2 separate regions of the Bombyx mori genome follow, and region 2 is linked to region 1. A link is a contact called in public Hi-C data. All regions are on one chromosome and are shown on one strand. Each heading gives the region's core, a stretch centred on a gene start, on an enhancer-like site or on the middle of the called end of the contact. The rest is flanking DNA. Distances are from core to core; before and after follow the strand shown.

Region 1 (6,790 bases), core at 1,832-4,331:
ATTTAACGTGTAAGCTGTGTGACTGTTAATTAATTTAACTTGAAATCTTTAACTTCTAGGTTATTACATTATGTTAATGAGAACTTTGAGATTTTATTTCAGCTTGCATAATGATTTTACTGGTGGTTTAAGTGCGTAATTAATTTCCTTAAACCTGGAATTCATTCATTTAACCAAATACATTAGTTATTGTTTTATTTTCACAAGTTTTTCATCTTAAGTATTTTATTTCAATAATAAAAAACCTAATTTATGAAAAATAACAATTTAACAGTAGGCAGCGGCTTGGCTCTGCCCCTGGCATTGCTGAAGTCCATGGGGTAACCACCCACCACCAGGTGGGTCAAATTGTAATTGAATACCTAATCAAATAAAGACAGAAATTAGAAAATAGAGTACCAAAATCTTTCAGTAGGCTTAGACTCAACTAACTATGACAACAAGTTATAAGAAATAGGTTTTGGCATTCAGTATAAGCTTTTAACATTGTTATGAAATAATGAGTAAACTTCATCAAATTGATAATACAAAACATGTTCCAGATGTGATGTTAATCTATGGAATCAACCTTCTCCAGTGCCGAGAGCTGAGTTATTGAAAGAAGTTGCTGGTGTTAATGGTATCTACTGTTCTTTAACTGATAAGATTGACACGGAGCTATTAGATGCAGCAGGACCTAGTTTGAAGGTTGTGGCTACTATTTCTGTGGGCCATGATCATATTGATGTGGCAGAATGCAAGAAAAGGGGTGTCCGTATTGGGTACACTCCGGATGTTTTGACTGATGCTACTGCTGAATTAACTGTAAGTCTTATTTACAAAGTATACATCTTCTAACATTGAAGCATTCTTGCATGTTAATAATCGCTAGTTAAGTAAAATATTTACCATGCCATAGCCATTATCTTCTTCAGAATTTTATCCATACAACATTATTTTCACTTGCATTATATTAGTGGTTCAGAAAGAAAGAAACACATTATCATTTTTCTAAGATGAACACTTGCTGTTGTCACTCCATTTCGCTTCACGTAACTTTGTGGCATATTTACTATAGTAGATAAACAGATTAATAGATACAGAAAAATAGATTGGTCTGGTTATGTTATTTACCATTGTAAAAAGTTTCCTATGTTAATCCAGGTTATAAGCCATCTTTGTGCAAACCAATATTAATATAGATAATGCTCTTTGACGATCTTATAACATGCTTACAAAGACTTGATAAGGCATTATGAATAAAACCAAATACTTATATTAATTATTTATGTTTTGAAAATCAGCGAGAGTTGTATTCGGTTTCAGCTAGCCCTGCTCTTGGCTACATCACGTCGAGTTCCTGAAGCTATACATGAAGCCAAAACCGGTGGTTGGGTTTCATGGGCACCCACTTGGATGACAGGACCTGGACTGGCTGGTGCCACTGTTGGCATTGTTGGATTTGGGAGAATAGGTCAGGCAGTAGCACGAAGGGTTAAAGCATTCAACACAGAAAGAATCATTTATTTTAATCGCAGTCATAGACCTGAAGAGAAGGAAACTGGTGCTGTCAAAGTCAGTTTCGATGAACTCCTCACCCAAAGCGACTTTGTGATTTGTTGTGCAGCACTAGTTCCTGAAACTAAAGAGATATTCAACAAGGAAGCGTTTGAAAAGATGAAGGATACAGCCATTTTTGTAAATACAAGTCGTGGTGGAACTGTAGATCAAGATGCTTTGATTGAAGCACTGAAAACCAATAAGATCAGGGCAGCCGGTTTGGATGTTACGTCTCCTGAACCACTACCTTTGGATAATCCATTGTTCAAGCTGAGCAATTGTGTGGTTCTACCTCATATAGGAAGTGCTACGATTGAAGCTAGGAACACCATGAGTGAACTAACAGCAAGGAATATACTAGCTGCCCTTCACGGTACTGACATGCCGGCTGAGTTGAAGTGAAACTTTGACTCTTATTTTAAAATTCATGTATAAGAAAGAGTATTTGCTATGCATTTTGTCAAATTAGTAACCATGAATAAAATTCATGAAAATTATTTCCCATTATTATCCTTGGTTTCCAATGTAGCTTTGTTACTATAACATTTGTAAATAGAACTCAGTGGTGATAGATTGTATCCTGAAGGCTAAACTGGCAGGTGGCACACAAAGTGGTAATTTGTTCCTGTTTGTATAGCATTACAGCCATTAAACAGCATAATTCCTTTTTTTTTTTAATTGCTAGATGGGTGGACGAGCTCACAGCCCACCTGATGTTAAGTGGTTACTGGAGCCCATAGACAACTACGACGTAAATGCGCTACCCACCTTGAGATATAAGTTCTAAGGTCTCAAGTATAGTTACAACGGCTGCCCCACCCTTCAAACCGAAACGCATTACTGCTTCACGACAGAAATAGGCGGGGCGGTGGTACCTACCCGCGCGGACTCACAAGAGGTCCTACCACCAGTAATTACGCAAATTATAATTTTGTGGGTTTCATTTTTATTACACGATGTTATTCCTTCACTGTGGAAGTTAATTTTCAACATTTGTTGAATACGTATTTCATTAGAAAAATTGGTACCCGCCTGGGATTTGAACACCGGTGCATCACTCAACATGAATGCATCGGACGTTTTATCCTTTAGGCCACGACGACTTCATAAGACTTCAACCTCAATATCTCAAAGAGGGTAGCAAATCACAAGTTATATTGTCTATGAGCTTCAGTAAGCACTTAAACCCAGGTAAGTCATGATCACGACTGCCTATAAAGCAGAAATATACCGATTCCTTTTATTTTGTCTTTACAAGACAGATATACAGATATAATAACATAAGGTATGTTCAATCTAGCGTCTGGCTGGCCTTCCATGTGTGGACTGTTTTTTAGAATAGGGCTTACCAGAAAACTTCATCTTGTTTTCATGCGGTCCGCCGCGCATGTTTTAATCAGAAAATAGGATTCAGATAGAGTAAAAGTTAACTCATATTTGTATGGAATGGGATCGTTTGCGTACGTTTGCCGCTAGGGGCGCCGTTCCAACTGCATAAAATTGGGTTAACTTTTACGCTATCGAGCACGTTAAGAAACTCGCACTAAGCACTCTGACCGTTTTTTAGATTAGATTTTAACAGTGCGATTTACGACTAAACCAAGGATAAGCTCACTGTCTCGTCCACCGATCGAGATATCTTAAAAGTGGGGCAAAATCACGAACCGTGAGGCTTGCTGCTGTAAACAAGTGAAAACTTTTTGCTTAAACCAAGTTTCGAAGCGGTCTGCGAGACTGCAGTGCAATCGGCGGGCCGTCGCGTGCTCACGTGCGCAGGGCGAGTGGCCGCCATACATTATACGTGCTTTAAACGAATTTATTATAACTGTGAAATTGGAATCGTCTCAATAAAATTTCGGTCACGTTGGTCTTATTTGACGGAGCCGGGATGCTGTGACTTGAGAGGTAAGTTAGGTATATAAATTTCAAAAAAAATCTTGGTCATGTTACTTTCATTTTAAATATTCTGGTGGTGGTACCCAATGGTGACCACCTAATACCGGGTGAGCTGTGAGCTTGTCTGACTATATAGGACAATAATAAACCTTCCGTCGCCTTCACGTCTTGAGCCCCGGTAACCATTAACACGACTTGGGTTGTAGAATTGTTCAGTTCTTAAAAAAACAAATTAGCCAATTTGTTAAATTTACCAACAGCTATTGTCCGAATTCCTTTGCCAATTCTTATATGTCTATCTGTAACTAAAATGAAAAAAAAAAGAATAGAGACCAGTAGATCACAGTACCTACCTTCATGTTAAAAAGCCGTCACGCTTGAAATTGCGGTCTGCCCTTGTAAAAGTTCGTCCACATTTAAATAACCTAACTATAAACGCCAAAATATTAATTACGTACCCAAATAAATAAATTGGGTACCTATCTACCTAACAATGCGGGTGAATAAACCCCTAGAACCATAATATAGTTAATTGTATTGATTAGCATTAAAAGGTAGGTTAGATACTTATTAGAAATTAAACCGTAATTATTAATTGAAGAGCAGATATTGACAATGCTTGTCACGTTTTTTTTATAGTCTAGTGTTTGCACAGATGATAATGTATAGAATGCATTAAGTACATAATGTTAAAAGTTATTAAATCCAGTACACAAAACTACACTACACACTAGAGTGATCTTTTTTCCTCTACCTCTTCGCTGGTAGCCTAAGAGGCTATTAGGCTATTGGGCTTAAAAGTGAGGCCTTACAACTCGTGTCTCAAGGTGGGTGACGGCATTTACATTGTAGATGTATATTGGCTCCGATAACCATTTAACATCAGGTGGACCGCGAGCTCGTCCACCCATCCAAGCAATAAAAATTACAAATAAAAGACAGCTACGCCCGGCGGGTAGTAACGTTTTTTTATTTTTTTTATTGCTCTTGTAGGCAGACGAGCGTACGGCCCAGCTGATGGTGAGTGGTTACTGTCGCCCATGAGCTTCAGGAATGCCAGGGGCATAGCCAAGCCGCTGCCTACCATTAAGTACTTTCCACAAGCCTCGTTTGAAGAAGGACATGTCATAGCGCTCGGGAAACACCGTGGAGGGGAGCTCATTCCATAGCCGGATGATACGTGGCAAAAAATATCTCTGGAAACGATCAATATTTATGTATATTGAAACATATACACATGTCAAAGAGGAAAAAAATATTTTTGTCGATGTGTGAATAATTCCATAACCCACCTCGTGTTAATTGGTTATCGGAACCCATATGCAAATTATAACCTGAATGGCGTCCCCTCTTTGAGGCATAACTTCGCAGATTCACTTGTAGGACTGCTACGCGGTTCGTTCGCTCGACCCGTCTGTAGTAGTTAGTATACAACGCGCCCTAGTAGTAATTATGCAAATTAATGTAATCAAAGTTCATTGGACTTAAACTCTTGCGTCGCAAGAACTATTTACTATTTCTGTCTTTTATATGAATTAAATTTATAAAAATCAATTAGATATCTTGAAAATTAAGTTCTGTAATCATAAACACTCAAGTTATTGTTACGCCCCGGGGTTCGGGATAAATAACAATTCTCCCGAATTACAACTTAACACTGTGTTTATCAAAAAATATATTTAAAACACTTCACAAATACTTTAAAATTCTCAATTCGTTTTTTCCGCTTCGCTTCAGGTGATCCGTTCGCTGTTTCGCTTCGAGTAGTTTCGATTACTAACTGCCGGCGTGCCATTTCTGTAATGCTTTATAGCCGATACGACATCCCTAGAATCGTCGAGAACATTCCTCACAAGTCGAGTACTTTCGATGTGTGTTTCCGCTATCTGACAATAGATGGCGTTGTATTTCTCGTGCGTTCCAGATGCTACTAGATCTTTGATATTCGTTCGGCTATTCGGCGATAGATGGCATTACTCTTACCGGCCTAACAGTATATTAATATTGAAATTGGTGATTTAAGCTGTTTCGAATGCTTCTTATATCCACTGTTAGTCTTTATTAAACACTAAGCGAAAGCCTGCCTCCACAGTTTTTATAAACGCTACTGCCTTTACTACGGTGCTCTGAGATCGCAATGTATTAAGCTTTTGATTTGATTTTCGGTAATAAATATAAATGATCATGTCTGAGTGGGTGCTATATGAAGGATGAGTCAATAATTAAAATATCGATGATTAAAACAATGAGGACGTTATTATCGATATTTTCTAATACAATTGACGACTATTTTAACACTGTTTAAAGGTTCAAATATTACTTAATAGTATAGCGTTTTGTAATAACTATTTTTTCTGCCATAATGGCCTAGATGGGTAATTTTATTGTCAGACTATCACGAGGCGTAAGCCTTTCGACAAACCAGTAACGTACAAACAGACATACGTGGTGGGACCTCACTTTAAAACGCCAACCAAAGTCAATGTAAACACTGTTGTGGACTAGACCATGTATAAAATCTTAAATAATCATGTACCTAGTGAAAATTAAAATAATATGTTAAATTTGACGTTGGAGACATTTTAAAACTGGGGCCTAATTTAAAAAGCAATAGTAGGTATACCATATGTAGTTGAAAATTAAATGTAACTCTTTTTCTTTTTTAAGTATGGCAATTACCTTCTTGCTATTCCATTATTGTTAGTCTATAAACGTTAGTTAGATAGTTTATAAACATCTGCAAATTGTTAAAGAAATATTGAATTAAATAGGTACCGGTAAAATGGGGCGTTTAGGGATTGAGAGGCGAATCGGGAAAAAACCGGGAAAATCTTTCGACGCTCAATATAAGTTTTATATTCGTTGCAAAATCTTCCATTTTTTGTAGTTTAATAGTAGAATGTTGAAAGTTCACAAAATAACTCTGAATATGCACGATAATAGCTGCTAACTTATAAAAAATCGCGTTTCAAATTAACTTCCTGTGGTGGTAATTATTTTAGTGCTAGAAACTTTGCTCTCTTTTATTTATTTGATAATAATAGAAGACGACTATGATTTATAAACGTTATTTAGTGTTTGAACCAGCATATATATTAAAGGTAAGTCTCAGTTGTTATTGGTTTTAATGTATTTGATTAAATAAAAATACATGTAAAAATCTGTTGTTTTTGGGGATATTAGGGACGTCTTAGGTACAAATAACAACGAAAAAGGGGTCAATTGGGATGAGAATACGTGAAATGGAAACGACCTAAGTATAAATAGGTACAGGTTTGTAGGGTTGTCTATGTAGTTATAACAATATTTTTTTAAATTTGTTGTTAAAAATCTGGTTTATTCGAAGCGAAATTGG
Region 2 (6,790 bases), core at 1,738-4,237, 67 kb after region 1:
CACTTGCGCTGGAATGGAAATTGCAAGCGTTTTATATTCGCACACGAGCGCAAAATCGCGCGTTATCGTGCTATGAGCTATTTTAATGAATAGAGATTTTTGTCGAATCATCTCACTCGTTTTTTTTCCCATCAAAGAAGCTTGGAGCGTTTGCGACCTAGAAATGATGGACTACCCGTACTGTAAATGTCCACATCGCAGCTCTGTAAGTACTACAAGTAATTAAGGGCCGAACATTTGTATTAAATACTAGAACTGATTCCGGCAGACTTCGTAGTGCCTCAATCGATAAATAAAAGACCTAAACTTTTGTATAAAATAAACTTAAAACAAACAAAAGGAATCCTCAAACGAAACACCAAAGGGAAAACAAAATTGTTATTTTTATTTAATTCCGAGCATTTTCATATTTATCTACATTTTAAACCTTCTCTGGACTTCCACAAATAATTCAAGATCAAAATTAGCCAAATCGGTCCAGCCGTTCTCGAGTTTTAGCGAGACTAACGAACAGCAATTCATTTTTATATATATAGATAGATTGAAACTCACAGAACACATTCAATATGTTACTTGTGCTCTTGTTTGCAAGCGGTAACCTTAGCAAATGACATCAAATTTAAGCGATCGCCGACCAAGAATTTGTTATTTTTAATAAATTCTAATATCCAGGACTGAGAAAATCTAATAATATATTGCCTAATCTAACAATAACTGAAATGCTGCAACAACATTAGTGACACATTTGTAATTAACATCTGGATCAGACTTGTCTTCAGCTACATCGGGATATTATTGATGACATACAAACGCAGCGTTTTCGAGGAACCTTGCGAGCTTACACTGATGGAAATCAACCGCGTCCGTGACATACGGTGTGTAACCTCTAATTTGCTTGCAACCCACTTTCATTGCAAGTAGCTCGGTCTCATCTGTTACGTTAGGGCTGGTAGCTTCTGTGTTATTTTGAAGTTTAAATTGTTACAGAATAAGACAAAAAAGAGGGCGTAATTTTTCGTCGTATGACAGACGTTTAAACTGAGTTTTACAATATTTTTTAGCGTTCCTTGAGCCCTTCTACTAAATGTATTACTTTTTAAGTATCTTATCGATACTAGAGTTTTATTTGGAGACTCGCATGATACTCCACAGTGTTTCACTTGCCATTGAATTGACGCTGATGTATTGCGAGCTTAGAAATTTTAGTGATGTTATGATTGCAATCACCGTTGTGCATCATAAGACATATTTATCTATTTCATTATGAAATTGTGTTTTTTTTTTTTTTGCAATTAAGATTTATTTTGCGCACACATTGACTCCAAACATTGATCAAATTGGGTGAAGTATAGAGGCAATCAGTCAAGTTTTTTTTTTTTTTTTGAGCAATTTAGTCATTAGTTAGTTTAGACAAATAAGCCCATCACGAACCGTCAGCCCTACTGCGTGAACCACCGAAGGATGTTTCGAAATTCGGTGAATAAACAAAATGTTAAAGCTTCTTTTACATGATCTATATATCAGTTACGGCTCTCAATAATACTTTAGTGTGAAATGATTTCGGTCAAGGTGAAGTAAGGTAGATCGTTAACAATTAGAATGGACGTTGGTACAGACAGAACACACAATAGGTGTATGTGTGCTCTATTCTTTTTGACATGAGTCGTTTATCATATGCAGATTTAGAAAAATGAATTTTGTATTAATTTTTTTTTCGAAAATTGCGTTTTTTTATTGCATAATTGAGTGGACGAGCTCACAATCCACCTGGTGTTAAATGGTTACTGGAGCCCATAGACATTTACAACGTAAATGCGCCACCCACCTTGAGATATAAGTTCTAAGGTCTCAAGTATAGTTACAACGGCTGCCCCACCCTTCAAACCGAAACGCATTACTGCTTCACGGCAGAAATAGGCGGGGTGGTGGTACCTACCTGTGCGGACTCACAAGAGGTCCTACCACCAGTAAATGAATTAAAATGCATTAAAATGAATTAAAAAAAGGGTGCCATAGTCTATAAATGCACTATGAATATACAGCCGAACCAATATGCGTTTTAACTTGAATGAATAATGGTCTTTGAATTTTAACTGATAATTACAATCAGACGTGGAAAGTTTTTATTGTATCATGAGGAATTCCAAATACAAAATACTCCAGATATACATCCAGGAGAAAATCGCTATAATGTTGTTCCGGCTGGAGCAACTATCTGGTTAAAAGTCGCAAGCTATGTTGTTTTCCAATCTTCGATAGTAATGGACTTAAAACAAACCTATACCTATTTCTTTAAAAATAATATTTAAATGGCGTATTGAAATCACTGATCACTTTAAGAAGTATGATTTGGGGATGAGCATTAAGTAATTCAAATCAACGAGGAACTAAATAGCACAATTTAAAATTAAATTATCTTGTACATTTTGCCTTTATTGATTAATTAGTATGTTTTGCGTTCCGCGGCATTCCGTTTCCCGCGTATTTAACCGAAAACAAACAAAATGGCCGACATTCCATCGATGCAACGCCGCCGTGTTAATTGACATCAATTCAGTCGAAATGGAGTGAGGCGAAGCCGCAACGTTAAATTTAACCGCGAATGTCGTGTACAGTGCACCGTTGTTTTTATAACTATGTTTTTTTCTTCGAGAATTTTCGCAATATAATTTACGCTTAAACTTCTTTAAGCGGTCACGTGACGACGCCTGTGACGTAACAATCCGCCATTACGGGTATTCCGCGCCTACAAGTAGGTATTTAATACGAGATGCTTACCGTGATGCGTAAGTTCCTTTACTATCTTGTGATGTCACAAGAGGTATTTTGTCAATATGCCACACATAATTTCTCGGAAGTATTTAAGAGAAACACATTATTTAACGTTATCACGTAATAATTAGATATTGAGTTAAATTAACTTGCGGTCGTATACCGTATTCAAATGCACAAAATATCTGTGCATTAAGCTCTCAAGTTGCGCGCAGTTTGTCATGTCCTTGACCGCGCCCACAGGCTCGAAGGCGCAATAAACTTTCTTCTTCATTGGCCACGGATATAAAGCTTGCCATTGTTCGCTTCTATTGCATACATTAATTAGTATTGAAACAATCTGTGAAGAAACTTTTATGGTACTATTCAAGAAAAATACGAGAAGATTACTTTTTTTTACTGTACCAATGACTACTATAGACATCACTAAGAAAATGCCGCGATAACTTTGTGATATATACATTTGCACCCAATGGCATTGGAATAACGACTATTTTAAGTTGTAAATAACAAAGCTTGGTACATAGAAAGCATAAATAGGTACGTTAGTAGTATAAGCCCGTGTGGGATCACTATACGCTAATTAACAGTGGTTTACAAAGGTTGAGTACTGAAAGATGAATACATAGAATATTAGAACAAAGAAATTGTTACACAAAATTTTGTAACAATTTTACGCAAAATGTTGACAATTTCTCGCTGGAAACATACATATTTTTTTCAAATCCATACTAGATAGTATTATAATGCGAAAATCAGTTTTATTTATTTCTTACGTGTATACTTCGCTAGTACTGAACCGATCATATCTGGAATACAGAAAAGGATATACGGTTTTTTTTTCCCCAGAAAAAGTACTATTTCTCGATTTTTATAGCGATTATTTTTCTACATTAATGCGAGCGAAGCTCTATGTAAAAGTTAGCAATCCTATTCTTAAATAAGCCTAATCGATTGACATTTTTGTTGGCTTAAAAGACTGTAATCTTAACCGTCTGTTCGTCTGTCATCGTGGCTGATAAAACTTCATCAACATTTTATGGCCCAGAGGTTGTATAAACAAATTTTGAGATTCGTGATAAATTTCAATAAGACCAAATAATCTTACAGTTGACTAGTTGCCAAGTTACCATAACAAAAACTCAGGCAGCTTCGAAAGCTGCGAGCGCGGTATTTCGCCTTCACTTTTGAACTATGCAATTGTTGCGTTTAGTTATAAATGTCAGGCTGCATGCATTATGTCTGGATGAAGGTAATACAGTAGCAAAATAGCGGTATTTTAATATCAGGTAAATAAAATAAAAAAAATATAAAAGACTAGCTAGACCCGGCAGACTTCGTAGTGCCTCAATCGATAAATAAAAAACCTAAACTTTTGTATAAAATAAACTTAAAGCAAACAAAAGGGATCCGTCCGACGGGGGACACATCAAAGGAAAAACAAAATTGTTATTTTTATTGAATTCCGAGCATTTTCATATTTAACTACCTTTTAAACCTTCTCTGGACTTCCACAAATGATTCAAGACCAAAATTAGCCAAATCGGTCCAGCCGTTCTCGAGTTTTAGCGAGACTAACGAACAGCAATTCATTTTTATACTCGTCTATATTTAGATTACAAGGATAATTGGAAAGATCAAGTGATACGACCATGTAAAATGGACCTTACTGCGAGCCAGCAAGGGATGGTTAACGCAATCCTACCCATTGCTGCCACGATGCATTTATGCGTTCCGTTCTGAAGCGTTGGCAAGTCCAATACAATTGAAAATTCGACTCAAAAGTGTCAAGATGGCGGCGCTATTTACGCTATGACGTCATACCACATTAGAAATCAGAATTACATTCCTTTTAAATCCATCCTTGGAGTTGACTATCAATAATTAAAAGTTACCCACTGACTTTCTCACCGGATCTTTTCAGTGAGTCGCGACTCCAATCCGACCGTAGATTCAGCAGAGGACTGCTCTTGCCAGGGCTAGTGTTACCAATTCTAGCAGGTTGAGCATGTGAGCACCCGAGTAGTAGTCCCTTAGGGTACCCACAATTAGGTACGGCAAAAAAAATTAAAAGTTTACAAACAACATATTGCCGCGTAATAAAGATCTTGGAACTTGTCTTTAACTGTAAATAAAGAAGAAAAAACAAATCTTCCGACGACCCCGTATTGTAAAGCAAACATATCACCGTTTGTCAACTTTTAAAAAGGCCATTAGCATTAAAGGCGATTTCAACAAACAAAAAAAAAAAACCTATCGAAAACTCTAGTTTCACTAACCGACTGCAACATACCATTAGCTGTTGTACTTGTGGCGCAACGTTTGTCACGACTCGGCTTTGTAGCGGCCGGATCCGATTCAGAGCGTTCACAATTTGTACGTCTCATTATACAGTGCACTTATGTTTTATGAGGCTTTCCGACTAATCCGTGCTTGCAAGACTTGAACGCGGAATACTGGGAACACAAGAGTTTTTTTATAGACATTTCCATGATTTGGAACTTTTGGTATTAATTGCACTGGCCGACATCATTTTCCTTGTTCAAGTTCTGATGATTTTTTTCCACTAATTTGGTAGTGCTGATCACGAAATTATACCTCATTTTATCGTATCACATCAGGTTTTTAAAAAAGTTAAGACACTGGCTATTTTAAATTTTTTGATTAAAATAAATTAAATTTTAGATTTTGGCGCTCTTTTCTCGAATCGTACGACCTTTCGTGAGGAAATATATTAGTTGCAACAACGACACACCCATTCGAAACAAGTTACATGCAAATAAACCTCTACAGTTACTTTGTTTATGAACTTTTTACTGAAATTAGTGTGTTTATTTTTAAAAAAATCTTACGTTTTACTTATATATTTTTTTTATATTTTTGTTTACTTATATTCCATGCTTCTTGTGCGAGTGGGACAGTAGAGCACGAGACAAGCACTACGTTAAAAAATAATGGAATCCTCGTAAAAATTTCAAAGTAGGAACAAAAAACGTTATACGAAAAAAATTAATTAGTCCTGAAAAAATTTTACTACCTCCGCTTCATATCAAACTCGGTATGATGAAACAGTTCGTTAAAGCATTGGATAAAAACAATGCTAGTTTTGAATACCTGTGTAAAAAAATTCCAAGATTATCTGATACAAAAATTAAAGAAGGAGTGTTCGATGGACCGCAAATCAGATCTTTGATGGCTGATGAAAAATTTGATGCCACAATGAATAACACTGAATCAGATGCTTGGCTGGCGTTCAAAGATGGTGTCAACAATTTTCTAGGAAATAATAAACATCCCGACTGTAAAAATAAGGTTGCAAACTTATTGGATAAGTATCAAAAATTGGGGTGTAATATGAGCATAAAACTCCACTTTCTAGATTCACATGTGGACTTTTTTCCTGATAATCTTGGTGATTACAGTGAAGAGCAGGGAGAAAGGTTTCATCAGGACATAAAAACTATGGAGACCAGGTACCAAGGTCGATGGAATGTGAATGTGATGGCTGATTACTGCTGGTCACTGACACGTGATATTACTGAAGATACTCACAAAAAAACTACACCCCGACGTAATTTTATCGCGAAACGTAAAAGATGTCACTCTAAATAGTCCTGCAGCATTGTTTAAACTCAGTGTTTTCTTTGTAAATGTTCAAATATATGTTTTTGTAGTATGATTATTGATTTTTTGGTTAAATTTTGAAAAAAATGCCTTTTCCTTCTTTTGAAAAATTTTGATGTGATAGAGCAAATATGTAGGTGTTTTTCTGTTTAAAATAGTATAAATTGGTGATATTTGAATTCAAATTCAAATTCAAATTCAAATTCAAAATCATTTATTTCAACTTGGATGTCATCAAAAACACACTTGTTGAATGTCAAAATGTAAAAGAAAATGTTAACTCTACCACCGGTTCCAAAAAAGCCACAGTCCTGAGAAGAACCGGCGAAACAAACTCAGCGGGCTTTTTTATGTATTTTCTCAACTATTTTCTTCTTTTTTTTTTTTTAAACAT

What was found. Hi-C and Micro-C count contacts between places; a contact is called where the count stands out from the background.
Region 2: a contact with region 1 is called in a Hi-C map of midgut, with 1.6 times the contacts expected there. The contact joins the enhancer-like site here to the promoter of LOC101741857 in region 1. A contact is called at or near these places in 2 of 7 Hi-C or Micro-C datasets (midgut and posterior silk gland).

What each region holds. Positions count from the first base shown.
Region 1 is chr3:12,388,914-12,395,703 of ASM3026992v2, forward strand. It overlaps LOC101741857 (SH2 domain-containing protein 4B), which reads left to right and starts at 3,082. Exons shown (of 11, transcript XM_012688864.4): 1 at 3,082-3,444. It overlaps LOC733128 (glyoxylate reductase/hydroxypyruvate reductase), which reads left to right. Exons shown (of 3, transcript NM_001047075.1): 2 at 543-804; 3 at 1,306-2,036. The coding sequence ends at 1,941.
Region 2 is chr3:12,456,339-12,463,128 of ASM3026992v2, forward strand. All of the region lies in intron 2 of LOC101741857 (SH2 domain-containing protein 4B), which reads left to right. Among protein-coding and RNA genes, the nearest start is that of LOC101741709, 66 kb to the right of the region's middle. Within about 2 kb of position 2,988, at least 3 of the 8 cell types and tissues checked have open chromatin away from gene starts, as enhancers often do.